Regions from separate parts of the Manis pentadactyla genome. Here region 2 is linked to region 1. The links are chromatin contacts, called in public Hi-C maps. All regions are on one chromosome and are shown on one strand. The core of a region is the stretch at or near the end of the contact, and the rest is flanking DNA. Distances in the headings are between cores, read along the strand shown. Region 1 holds the start of SLC5A11 (solute carrier family 5 member 11). Region 2 holds the start of AQP8 (aquaporin 8).

What was found. A called contact is a pair of places that touch in the nucleus more often than the background predicts.
Region 2: a contact with region 1 is called in a Hi-C map of fibroblasts, with 5 times the contacts expected there. The contact joins the promoter of AQP8 here to the promoter of SLC5A11 in region 1. A contact is called at or near these places in 2 of 3 Hi-C or Micro-C datasets (fibroblasts and skin fibroblasts).

Annotation. Positions count from the first base shown.
Region 1 is chr10:79,585,895-79,592,257 of mManPen7.hap1, forward strand. SLC5A11 (solute carrier family 5 member 11) reads left to right here and starts at 1,298. Exons shown (of 17, transcript XM_036916916.2): 1 at 1,298-1,727; 2 at 3,408-3,552.
Region 2 is chr10:79,916,602-79,923,296 of mManPen7.hap1, forward strand. AQP8 (aquaporin 8) reads left to right here and starts at 3,669. Exons shown (of 6, transcript XM_036916903.2): 1 at 3,669-3,785; 2 at 3,902-4,155; 3 at 6,659-6,695. The coding sequence starts at 3,774.

The DNA.
Region 1 (6,363 bases), core at 48-2,547:
AGAGAACCTGTCAGAGGTTATAAGCCAGTGGTCACTGGGCCACATCCGGCCCTCGCAGATTAATAATCATGAGACTTTGTACAAAATTCTGGACTTCTTATTTTTCTAGAACAATTGGAAGGTCCAATCCCACTGGGCCTGTGTCCCCACGGTTAGAGCTGAGTCATGGCTGTCCCTTTCAGCTGGGACACATGCACTCTAGTCACCCGCAGCCCCACCTGCCTGTCTCACTCACCGACATGCCTCCTCTCCAAGCACTGTGACCCTGGAACATGCCCGTGGCCCCCTGGACATGCCCCAAGCAGTCAGGCCCAGATCCCCAGCTGGTGGAACACTGTACCCTCCATGTCACCCTGCTGCCTCCCAGGTATCATCGCAGTCTTGTGCCATCTGTTCCCTGACCCAAGGTCTGTCCCCCTTCTCCAATCCCAGCTACTCCTTCTGTACATCTGTGCCCCCCACCCCGGCCCTGGGCATGCCACTACCCTGTGGGCCCTTGTTCATGCTGTTATCAGTCCAAATGCTGGTCTTTGCACATCTGGGCCCCCCTTCTTCCAGAGGGACACATCTCTCAGCCACTCTCCATGGCTCCTCTGGGTTCTAATCCTGCCTTTGCTGCATACAGCTGGGTTGCTTGGGGCCAGTTCCCCACCCTGTGTCCTCATCAGTAAAATGGGGATAGTCATAGCATCCGTCTTAGAGGTCCGTCAGGAAGACCAATGAGCTCAGACAGAAGCGGAAGCCCTCAGAGCAGAGTTTGGTACATATTCATTATCACTGTTTGGTGCCAAGGCTGCACCCCAGGGCCCAGGCTGACCAAATGAAGTAAAGACGTTGGGTCTGCAGTGAGAGGGGGTGGCCATGCCTCTGCTCCAGCCAGGGGCTGTCCTGTGGCCATGTGGGCCTGCTGTGGCCAGATCTTCAGGATGTTCTAGTAACTAAACAGTGTTTTGTGTGCTTTAAGCCTCCAGGGAAAGCCTTCTGCTGTCTCCCACGCCTGCCCTGGGGTCGTGAGCCAGACTTGCGCTCCTGTCTGTGGGTCGGTCACTCCTGACAGCACCTCTGGGCTCCAGACCCTGGGGTCCACCTTGCCCTGCCATGGTCTGGAAGGCACACAGGAAAAGGGGCTGAACAAAGGGTGGTCACTATTCCTGCTGCAGCAGCAGCAAGGCCACGTCAGAGAGTGCCCTCCTGGGACTCTCCCTCTGCCCCTGCCTCCCTGCCAGCGTCTCCCCTCCCCCTTCCCCCAGCTCGTCCCCAGCCCGCCCCGCTGGCGTGGAGGCGGGCCAGTGGAGGAGTGGTGAGTGAGTAGGACTGTGCCCGTGGCTCCCGAGGCCCCCTCTCCCTCCCGGCCATGGGCCTCTGAGCAGGTGAGGGCCCTGATGGGGGCCATGTGGGGGAGCTCAGGGCATGCCATCTGCCCCACAGGGGCATGCTCAGAGTTCAAGTTCAAGGGTTCAGGGCTGGGCTCAGCCTCTCTTCTGCTCCTGGGGAGATCATTCATGCTTCCTCTAATCCGTGCTGCAACCGAGACTGGAATTTGGAGTTTGACCAGCGAGGAGGCTGTCAGCACCATGCCGTGCAGGAGGTAGGGCCACCACCATCCTCACTGTGGCTGCGAGGCGAGAGGGGCCCAGGTGTCTCCCTTCTCAGAGCCATCTCTGCCTCCTGCTGCCTTGAAGCCATCGACGGGCTCCAGGGCAGGTAGGCCCTGTATCCAGGGGAAGGTAAGACTCCCTACCTCCACCTCAACCTGACACCCATTCTCCAAACTGGGAAAGCTGGTCTGGTGCCAGCAGGAAGGACTCTAGCTGTGAGCCATGGTGGGGATCTAGGGCGACACCAGGCACACGGTGTCTTTTGAGGGGGTGGATACAGCCAGTGGCACCAGTGTGATCCCAGCTCTTCCACTTAGTAAGTTCAGGACATTGGCTGATCGTTTTGCCTCCTTGAGCCTTAAGCTCCTCATCTGCCAAATGGGAACATGAATCTCAGCCCAGCCCAGTTCCCAGGTGTGGTGTACTCACATGGACCCAAAGAGATAATGTAATGAAAATATCTGTACAAACAGCAAAAAACTAGAGGGACATATCAGCATGATTGCAGTGGCTGTCACAATGTGCAGGGGTACAGAGTAACGGTTCTGGAAACGCCACATTTGTTATACAAATGTTTATTGAGTGCCTGCTTTGGGGACACTACATGAGCAAGATGGACATGGTCCCCACCTTCATGGAGCTTACAGTGTAGTGAGGACAGGCAGTAAGAGACTCGTACAAATCCAATGTCACGCTTCATTCAGTGGTGATGCAAAGTCCTGTTTGCTATGATGGCAGATGACTTAAGGACCCAATTTAGATTGAGGCCAAGAGAAAGCCCCTTAGGGGGTGTGGCAGCAGGGTGACATCTGAGGGGTGAGGAGGAGTTCATCAAGCCAAGTGCATAGAAAAGCATTCTAGGCAGAGGGAATAGAATGGCAAAGAACCTGAGTCCAAAAATAGTGCCCAAGGAACAGAAAGGTGGGTGCTGTGATGGCCCTGGGGTCGCACCAGAGTACATGTGCACAGAAAGGGTCTGATCTGATCTCTGTTCTAGTTTCCATGGGAGGGGTGGACTAGAAGGAACCAAGAGTGTCAGCATGGCAATGTGGGAAGTTCTTCCTCTAGTCTAGACAGAGGTGATGGTGGATTTGACAAAAGTGAAAGAATTAAGTGAGGGAAAATGGATAGTTTCAAGCTATGCTTTGGAAGTAGAATAGACTAGATCTAGGGGTCCATAGATTCTGGGAGCTGAGGAAGAAACACTATAGATTCTTTGGTGCATGTTTGCATGGCACAGCACCCGTGGTGTTGGGCACATAGTAGGTGCTCATAGATCACTTGATGAATGAGTGAATGAATGAATGCACAACTTAAGGCTGGCCCTCAGCTTTCTGGCACGAGCAGCAAGGCGGCTGCCGTTGCTATTTAGTGAAACAAGGAGGTCTGGAAGCTGTTGAAGTGTGACCTCTGCTCTGTATTTGGTACAGTTGACATGCCGCCCTGGCCTTTGGGTGCACAGATCTGGGGTTCCCAAGGTGCTCCTGTGATGTCTGTTCTCTCTAGAATCAGGAGGCAAGGTCATGACTGAAGGGGCAATTCGGGCGGAGAATCCTCCACTCACATCTGTTTACCTTCCATGGACTGTTTGGGAAAAGCTGCCTTATGGTGTCTAGAATTTCTTCCCTCCTTACTAGGGCTGTGGCTCCTCCTAATGCGATGGGGACAGTCCCGGCCTCTGCTTCAGCCCCAAGACCCCCGGAATCTGTCCTCTTGTCTCTTTTTCTAGAGACACACTCCTAAAGAACCCCAGAGTACCCACTGGCCTTCCACAGTTCTGGGTCCTGACGGTGCCTCTCTGCCTTGCAGACCTGGCCGCCTCCGTCCGGTTGGGCAGCTTCCCCCAGCAGCGTCGGGCATCGTGAGCTTGAGCCAGCCCCAAGCCCAGCTTGTGGCTGTGGGCTGAGCCGTTTCCTCCACTGCAGGCGAGCACAGAAGAGTGGCAGGAAAGAGGGTGAGTAGCTGCCGTCCTGGAAGGTGTGGCCAGTGCCTGCCCTTGATGTCACCTCTGGAAATTTTCCCTGCCAAGGGTCCACGTGCGGAGCAGCGTTAAGAGCTCATAGGTTAAGCCTGGGTTGGAGCCCTGGTTCAGTCATTTACCAGCAGAGTGACCTTGTGCTCAGGCCTCGGCTTTATTTTCACCTCTTCAGTGGGGTTAATCAGAGACTGACCTATTAGGGGCACCATGTGTTTAAACTGAGATTCACACACACCCAGTATTCTGGGCCTAATCATGTTATGTAATGAGCTGGCTTTATGCTTTGAACAAACCTGTGCCATGAGTCTGATTATTGCCCCCACTTCACAGATGGGAAAACTGAGCCTCAGAAAGGCCACTTGCCCAAGATCCCAGAGTTAATAAGAGGTAGAGACAGGATTCGAACTGGGCAACACAGTTATAATGTCTTCACCCCTTTTATCCTGACACATCCACTTCCTAGAGATTTGTTGCCTATAATTAAAATGTCTGAGCAGATGGTCACTGACATTTTTGGTCAGTGGGGTGTCCTTCCCTGGCCTGTCTGTCTGTGGGTATCTCTCATTCTCTGTCCCCACTAATGTGTTTGATGCCACACAGTTGGTGCCTAAAGAAATGTTTATGGAAAAGAGGAGAGAGAATGGGAGTGGGGATGGTGAGGCAGGGGAGGCGGGAGGAAAGGGAGGGTGGCAGGGAGGAGAGGCAGCCTACTGTCCCCCGCCGTGGATGCGCACGCAGAAGCCAGCCTCACGGACCAAGTGTAGCAGAGACAGTCAGAGTCCCCACGTCCCCTGCACACACGTTGCTCAGTCTTTTCCTCACACTGGGGCGTGGAAAATTCCCACATCTGCTGTGGCAAATTATGTAACCGGCCAAAAGGGAAGAAGAAAAAGGGTGAGCAGCCTCCCGCTTGCTGAGCTGCCTTTGTTCCCTGGTCTGCGGCTGAGGGGCAGGGTGTTCTTGCAAACAAAGCTGTTGTTATAGCGCCTGATTTGCACAGACTCCCGTTATTCCGGCACCCCTGCGCCCCCCCACAGGGAGGGTCCCTCACAGGAGGTGAAGTGGAGCCCACCCCCAGCTTGGCCCTCTTGGGGCAGTGCAAGGGGCAAAGGGCGCTTGGGGTCATTTCACTGAGAGGCCCTGTGCACATACAGCAAAGGGCCAGTGCCAGGGAGCCGTAAGGATGGGACCAGGTCCACCTGGCTCATGGCTTTGTCCTCCACGCCTGGTACACAGGCCGGCACACAGCTGGTGCCCAAAGAAGTATTTATGGAAAAGAGGAGAGAAAGAGTGAGTGAAGGAGTGAAGCAGGGGAGGAGAAAGGAAAGGGCAGTTGGCGGGAGGAAAGGCAGACGGACTAGCCAACACGGGCTGATACAAGGAGGTTCAGCGGGCTCAGCGCCGGCTTCAAATCCCACGTCTGGCATATGTTGTGACCTGGAAGCAAGTGGCATGGCCAGGACTGGAACCGAGCTCCCTTCCACCTCTGTGCCAGTTTTCCACTTGTAAAATGGTCAGGTAATAGTGCTCATCTCACAGGGTGGACGAGGACGAAATGAGACAGCAAATGTAAAGCGAGCCCATGGCAGGCACTTGAGTGAACAGTGCCCACACTGGAGGGCTCCGCCTGGGGGCGCATGGCCAAGGCAGCAGCCCTGGGGCTTCAGCACCTTCTCTGGTCCATGCTCCTTCTCCCGCCATGGACACGTGGCCAGTGCCTCCCAGCGGCAGGGCCCCCAGCTCCCTGGGACTCAGGAGGAGCCTGGAGTCGGCACCAGCCTGCCCGGAGCTGAGCGGTGATGAATAACTTGTTTATCTGCTCCCACCCCTCTCGGTGCCTGGCAGGCAGAGGCCTGGAAGGGGTAACTAGCTGGGGGAGGGGCTAGGGACAGAGGAGGTCTGGCTCACCAGTCAGCCCAGGGCCCTTCCTCCCTCTGTCTTCCCGTCCGCCTTTTCAGACCTGCTGCGTTCTAGAGCAATCCACCCCACTCCTCAACTCAGCATCCACCTCCACCTCGAGCTGCGTCCTGAGCTCCCTGCCCAAAGTACGTTGTTCTGGAAACAGCAGGTTGAAATGCAGGCTGTGAACTCAGGCAGATACGGGTTTGACTTCTGGCTTTGGACATGACACTAACCTGAGCCACAATGTCCCTGCTTGTGAAGTTCATTTACACTGCCTACCTTCCTTCGCCCTTGGGATAACCCTAGGGACCATCTAGCACACCCCTCCCGACGTCTCCAGAGGCTGCTTCCCTGCTTACACGCTCCTTTATGAGCCTTGCTCCACCCTAGAAGGGGTCTCCAGCCCCAGCTGGGTAAGTGTCTGAGCAGAGTTTGCCCAATACTGGCAAGTCTGCCCTCCTTCCCCATCCTTCTTCCTCTCTTCCATCCATCTTTCCTTTCCATAAATGCTGTGGCTCATGGTTGCTTGGGTCTTCTCTTCAGTGGAGAGGGCCGCCCTGTCCCAGGTCTGGGAAGCTGCGAAGCTCCTCCCAGCAGAACAGAAGCTAGGCCCAGCCCCAGGGAGAGTTCAAAGCTGTACTTAGCAAGGGAAGGGACTTCAAGATCATTGAGCGCCCCCCAAAGGCATCTTCTGTAAGTGAACATCCAGCTTCCTGGGGTGCTTAAGGCAGTGGTTCTCAGCCCAGGGGACATTTGTGCGGTCCCTTCTGAGGGGAGGGTGCTGCTGGCTCTAGTGGGTAACTCGCAGGAGTGCTGACCAGCACTCTGCAGCCCGCACCCCAACAAAGGATTATCTGGAGCAAATGTCAGTAGTGCCAAGGATGA
Region 2 (6,695 bases), core at 2,419-4,918, 330 kb after region 1:
GGACAGAGCTCCTGGCTCTTGCCAGGAGGGGATGAGAGACCCCTGGGATGGTGCATTGTTTAGGGGTTTCATAGGCTGTTGAGAGACAAAGGGCTAGGGATGTACACCTGCTAAGTGGTCCCAAATTGTTTATCTTTGAAGAGACATTAAGTTTCTTATTAGTCTTCCGAGTTGTTTACAAGAAACTTACTGCTCTGATTTCCTCCCAGGATAGCAGCGTCCTGGTCAAGACTGCCTGCTTTGCTCCCATGGTGGGCTGAGTTATTTGTCTGTTTGTTAAAGAGTATGTTAAGAAACCTACTTTTTAACTAACTGGGCTTTTAGAGTGCAATTTTATATTCAAGATGGAATCCTTCCTGTTTTTAATAGTTTGTTTAGGGCTTGCTTGCTACATTGCCCAGGTTGCAAATCATTTGTTTAGGGCTGGAGGAAGAAAAGCAGCACTGGATGAAGTCAGAAAAACAAGCTGGACCCCCAACAGGCCAAAGCAAATCCCGCAATGGATTATCTTGCTTTGTTTTTTCCAAAGGCCCTCACCCTAGTCTGTCTAAGCCCATGGTCCCTGTCTCACAAGGATATACCCTTTTGGCAAGTTGCACCTTGGGGTCGCAAAATTGCTGCATGGCACCAGCATCATGTTCTTGCACAATTATGCAGCCATCAGTGCAAGAAAGGAAGGAAGGTGGTATGGCAGGATAAAATTCTACCTGCCTTTAAACTCCATCTGGACCTGGTGGTGAATGGCAGACAGGTACCTATCGATGCAGAGACGTCTTAAATTATCGCCATCAAACAGAGATACAAATTAGAGATCTTGTCAACCAGTCAACCAGTGCTGGGATTGGAAAGCCTAAAAAAGTTTGCCGGTCAAACAATTGCTTACTTAGGAAGATACTATCTCCTCAGTTCACCAGTTATTCTACTGGTTAAAGGGAGATAGTACATTGTGTATGGAGACATCGGGCCATGCAAGAATTCTTGGGTTGTGGAAATGTGTTGTTTTGCCTGAATGACACTTATTGTTTCTCTGGAAAGCCACTGGTTTTGGATGTACTGAGTTTAATCCTGGCTCTAGTGAGGGGGGTGGTCACTGCCAGGACCTGGCAGACTGATATCTAGTTGGCCCAGGAGTTGGGGATAACATATACCTGATCTGAGATTTGAACAAGGAATATAATTTGGTCAAAAGGGCAAAAGAGAACTCCGAATAGAGGGAACGGCTTGGGTATGACTATCATGTGGGTGACATGGAGGCGTGACTAGGATGTGAGCAGTGAATCAATATTTATTATGTGAAGCCGGTGAAATGCTGGGGTGATCTGTTACATCGGTTAGCCTGCTCTGACCAGTACAAACCACGATAGCTGCTATTTACCAGGCACTTGCTCTGAACTGGGCACACTGATTGTCTCTCCACACAACAACCCTGCGGGGATGGATACCATCAATAACCCACTTTTCTGGAAGAGGACACAGGCTGAGAGAGCAGCCCACAGGTAAAGGCAGAGAAACCTGGTCACCGAACCTGGACCCAAGTGCCCAATTATGCCCTGCTGGCTCCCAGTAGTAAAGGAATGGATTCAAATTGAGTGGGGCAAAGAGGTCAGATAAGGAAGTATCACAGTAATAGCAGCTGGGAGTTCCTGCCTGTGAAATGGGAAAATCATAGACTATCACCACTGTTGAGATCATGCATGTGAGGTGCCCAGTGTAGGGCCTTGCACCTAGCAGATGTGTAATAAATGTTTGATTTTTTTTTTCAAGAGACCAAGCAAGAACTAATAAAGGCCTGGGTGAAAACAGGACAGAAATATTCCAGAAGCAGCACCTGGCAGGACTTGGGCAAAGCACGAGGCAGATGGGGAGTTGAGGGTTGAACAATTATGTTGCCACTTGCAGGGACACAGGGAGGAGGGTATTAGTTACATTGTGTACGAGGCGCTGTGGGGACGCAGGAGGGAGAGAGCAGGTCTCTACCAGTGAAGCATTGAGCCGTCTGTCCAGCTGCGATGCATCCACTTGTGTCCTGCAGCAGATACTTTTTTAATCTGCTTGGGCAAATTCTTCAACTTCCTTGTGACTTGTTTTTATCATCTGAAAATGGGGGTATGCAGTGACGGGACTTATCAGGTTGTTAGTATAGTTAGAGTGCTTAACACAGCATTAGATATGTGGTAGGAATGGATAGTCAATATATGGTAGAAATTTTCATTAAAATGCTCTTATCCTTGACATTATTTCTCTATCTCTGTCTATACAAAAGTCAGATAATAGTTATGAAAACTGAATAGAATTCTTGCCTGTCTTGTTCACTGCTACATTTCTAGCCATCTAGAACGTGGCTGGTCTACAGCAGGTGCTAAACATTTGTTGAATGTATGAACAAGGAAACCTCTCCCTCCCTCCCTTCCTTCTTCCCATCCATCCAGCCATCTGCCTGTCCTTCCTTCCATCTGTCCATCCATCCATGTGCCCATTAGAAAGGCAATGGGGTGGAGTGGCTGAACCCACAAGTTTGTTCTTTGTCTTCAATTGTGATAAAATATACCTAACATTAAATTTACCATTTTAAGCATTTTCAAGTGTATAGTTCAGCGGCATTAAGTACAGCCACATTGCTGTGAAACCATCTATCTCCAGAACTTTTCATCTTCCCAAACTGCAGCTCTCTACCATTAAACAGTAACTTCCCATTATGTCCCCTCCCGCCCCTGACAACTGCCATTCTATCTTCTATCATCTATGAATTTGACAATGCTAGGAACCTCATGTAAGTGGAATCATACAGTATTTGTCCTTTTGTGACTTAGCCCACAAGTTTGGCAATCACAAGGACTGTGAGATCCTGGGAAACTTCACTTTCCTAAATCTCTGCTTCCTCACCTGTAAAATGGCTATAATAACAGCACCTGCCTCCTAGGGTTACTGTGAGGTTCAAATGAGATAATACATTTAATACAAGATACTTAGCCCAGTGCCTGCTATGTAGAAAGTGCTCAATAGATATTTGTAACCCATAAAGATATTCTCTAAATAGACACTGGAAGTGTGCACTTGTCTCATGCCTGTGCAATGACCCCAGTATCACTGTCATCCACAATTCACAGTGGAGAAAACTAAGGTGCAGAGAGGTAAGCAACACACTTGGGGTTACAGCGCTAGTTCACGGAGGAGTTGGGATCAAACTCCAGGCAGCCTGTTTCCAGAGTCCAGGGGCTTACCACAGCTCCACGTTTCCTCTGCCCATGGTCTTCTGTCTACACACTGTCTTGGATCAGGCTAAAGGGGAGTGAGTGGGGGGTGTTGAGGCCTCAGATACAAGGACACGTCCGTGGGCATCAGTGGAGAAATCACTGAAGATGAGACTGCTGTTATGACCATGTGTGTCCCAACCCAGCGGGCTCCTTCTCACGTCTGCCTACCGTGAGGGTCTCCTATGGGCCCTTGTGGGGGTCACGGGTCACTGGGGACTGGGCTCTCCCGGGCACTCCCAGTCAACAGCTGAACTTCTCCCCTTGTTGGCAGAAAGCTTGCAATGCCTGACTATCCCCTGCCCTGCCCGGCTGAGGTAAAAAAAAATCTTTCCTCTTGTGAGCCTCTGGGCCACCTCCCACCCCGCTTTATTGCTCTGTTCTCAAGCCTCCTCAGCCCTTTAAAAGGAGCAGAGACTGGGGGATCAGCAGCCCCAGGTAGGAGACAGGGTCCAGGAGAGCAGGTGCAGGTTTCCCAGCCAGTTCAGGCAAGAGCCCAGGTCCTGGGCCACCTCAGCCCTGATGTCTGCAGAGGTGAGTTTGTGCTGGTCTTGTCCCCTGCAGCCTGGAGTGATTCAAGACGGTGTCATGGGGGCTTCCTTCTGGGCTTCTGTTCCACCTGCATCCACTCTCCCTTTCTCCTACTGCAGGTGGATGTGCCCGTGTGTGACCCTGAATTTGGCAGCAACAAGGTGAAGGAGCCAAGCATGGGGGGCAGGTGGTGCGGTTCCTGGTATGAGCGGTTTGTGCAGCCGTGTCTTGTTGAACTGCTGGGCTCTGCCCTCTTCATCTTCATTGGATGCCTGTCAGTCATCGAGAACGGGCAGGACACAGGGCAGCTGCAGCCAGCCCTGGCCCACGGGCTGGCCCTGGGCCTCATCATCGCCTCGCTGGGGAGTATCAGGTGAGCATGCAGGTGAGCAGCCACGGGGTCGGGGCACAGAGCTGTCCGCAGTGAGTGTGGGGAGCATACTCAGGATTCCCAGAGCCCTGTGGATAGTTCACCTGGGGTGTTGGACCACCTGGTTCAAATCCTGTCTCTGCACGTAGGTTACTCTCCAAATGCAAACCTCCCACCTGTAAAATGGAAATGGTGGAGTACTTCTGTAACTATTTTTTCTGAATACATGTATCTTGCAACCCATGTACCAGCACCATTCTAAGCAATTTACAGATATTAACTAATTTAATCCCCACAACAACCCCCAGTGGATCATGCTATTATGTCCACTTCCCAGCTGTGCTGGAGAAAGGCCATGAGGCTTGCCCAGGTTATGTGATCAGTGACCAGCCCTAAGGCTGACTCTCTCAGAAGAGGCGCCTGGCCAGGTGATCTAAGACATACCCGTTCTGTATTGAATCTCACTCAGAAAATAGATCTCAATAGGGAAATTGAAGTGCTGTTCCCTAGAAAAGCAGAATGGTAAGAGAACGTTAACTTCCCTCTTTAAATGTCTCAGGGAGGTGGTGTCTTCCCATGGGTCTGGAGTTGAATGCAGACTTGTCACTTCCTAGCTAGGTGACCAGGGCAAGTAGCTGAACCCTTCTGTGTGCAGTGGTGTAAGTGGGGATGGTAATAACAGTGATATTTATTGAGGAGTAACTGTATGCCAATACCAGCTATATACATAATACTGTATAGTACTCTTATTAAGCCATTCCATCTTTGCAACAGCTTTATGAGGCATGGATCATTGAGGCACAGAGAGGTTATACAACTTGCCCAAGGTCACACAGCTATTCAGTGGCAGAGATGGGTTTTGAACCCAGGTCAGTCGGCTGGAGAGACCATCTATTATGCACGGCGGGAGAATACTTCTCTATAATACCAACCTTTTATTCAATCATTTGTTTTTTTAATAAATACTTACTTGGCACTTACTTGCGCCAGGAATTGACTAGGGGCTTGTTGACTGGATCCAAGATAAGGCACAGGAAGCAGCCAGCACAGCATCTGGCGCATAGTTCAGTCATTTGTTGAGCGAATGATGAATGAATAAACCAAGAAAGTGTTTTGATTGTTTTATTGCTAATGAGTGTGAGGTTAGTCTCAGGAACATGTGCGGCATTCTAGACAATCCAGCCCTCTCCGGCCGAGCTGTGCGGGGATACCAGCCGCTCTCCCTGTTTGGGCTGGGGGCTGTGGTGGAGAGGCCGATGGCCTGAGGGCCCGACCTGTGCCGTCTCCTGGGGGGCTTTATCCCCACTCCCTCCCTGCACCCCTGTGCATTGGCAGAGCTCAAGCTGAGCTCGGTCATGGAGCCCAAGTCAGCCTGCCTGCCCCTCTCCTGCCTGCTGGCTTGAGCACCAGATGGTGCATCCAAACCCTGCATGAGCCTCCCCGGAGGGCCTGTGCGAGCAGCTGGGATGGAAGAGTTCGGGCAGCCTGTCCTGACACATCAGTGTGTCGGATAAGGTCCTTTTGTCCAGAGCCGAGGACCCCTGTCCAGTCTCGGCTTGGTGCCTGTGTCCCCTGGGGCAGCAGGCTCGTGGGTGGGCTCTCGGCACTGGGGGCTTTGACTTGTATGTGACATGGGGGGTCTTATGGCTACTTTCCCTGTTCTTAGGGGGCATCAGTTCTGTGTACAGAGGGCTTTAACGGGCCTAGCTCTGAGGAGAGGTGCCCCGCTCTTGTGGGGCTGGGTGAGATGGCGGTGAGGGCTGCTAGGGGGCACTGGGGCCTCCTGGCTCCGGGACCCGAGCTGGTGGGGCATGTTGGTGAAAGGAAACACTGTGCCCATGACCAGGAGAGGGGCTGGCCAACTTGAACCTGCCTTTTGACCCTAGGTTCAACTTTTTGTCTACCCCCCCTCACATCCCCAACCTCTCATCCCAATCTCCAACCCACTCATGAACCTCTAACCTTGCTCCCAATTCCCAAGGCCATTTCCAACCTGAACCCCTAATTTCAACTTTACACTCAATGCTATCACACTTTTAGACCAAAAATAGGGCTTTTATTGAACAATTCAACCAATCAGTTGTTGTTCAGGGCCTGGTTAACTTACAAGGGGAAGTGCAGTTACCCCTTGATTTGGAGCCTGGGGTCTCATTCTAACTGGTGGCCACATCTCTGAAGGGATGGAGGGGGCTCTTCCAGAGTCTGGAAGGTGTGACGGGATGGTCACCCACCGTGCTCTTCCTCTGGGCACCCGGGCTCTGGGTGCAGGGTGGGAAGGGGGCTCTCATCCCTTCCCCAGCTCTCCCCTGCATCTCTTGTCCCACCACCTGACACCTCAGGAGAAATGTGCACAATTTGGTGCCTGTTTCCCACTTGGGCCGGGCCTTGACTCTTTCTACTTAACTCTGGTGTGGCAAAGCCAGCCTGGGAGGCTGGTTGGGACACATTCCTTGGTGACATCCCAGACCTTGGCCTCATGACTTCCTTCTGCTTCTGTGGGTGACAGTGGTGGGCACTTCAACCCTGCGGTATCCCTGGCGGTC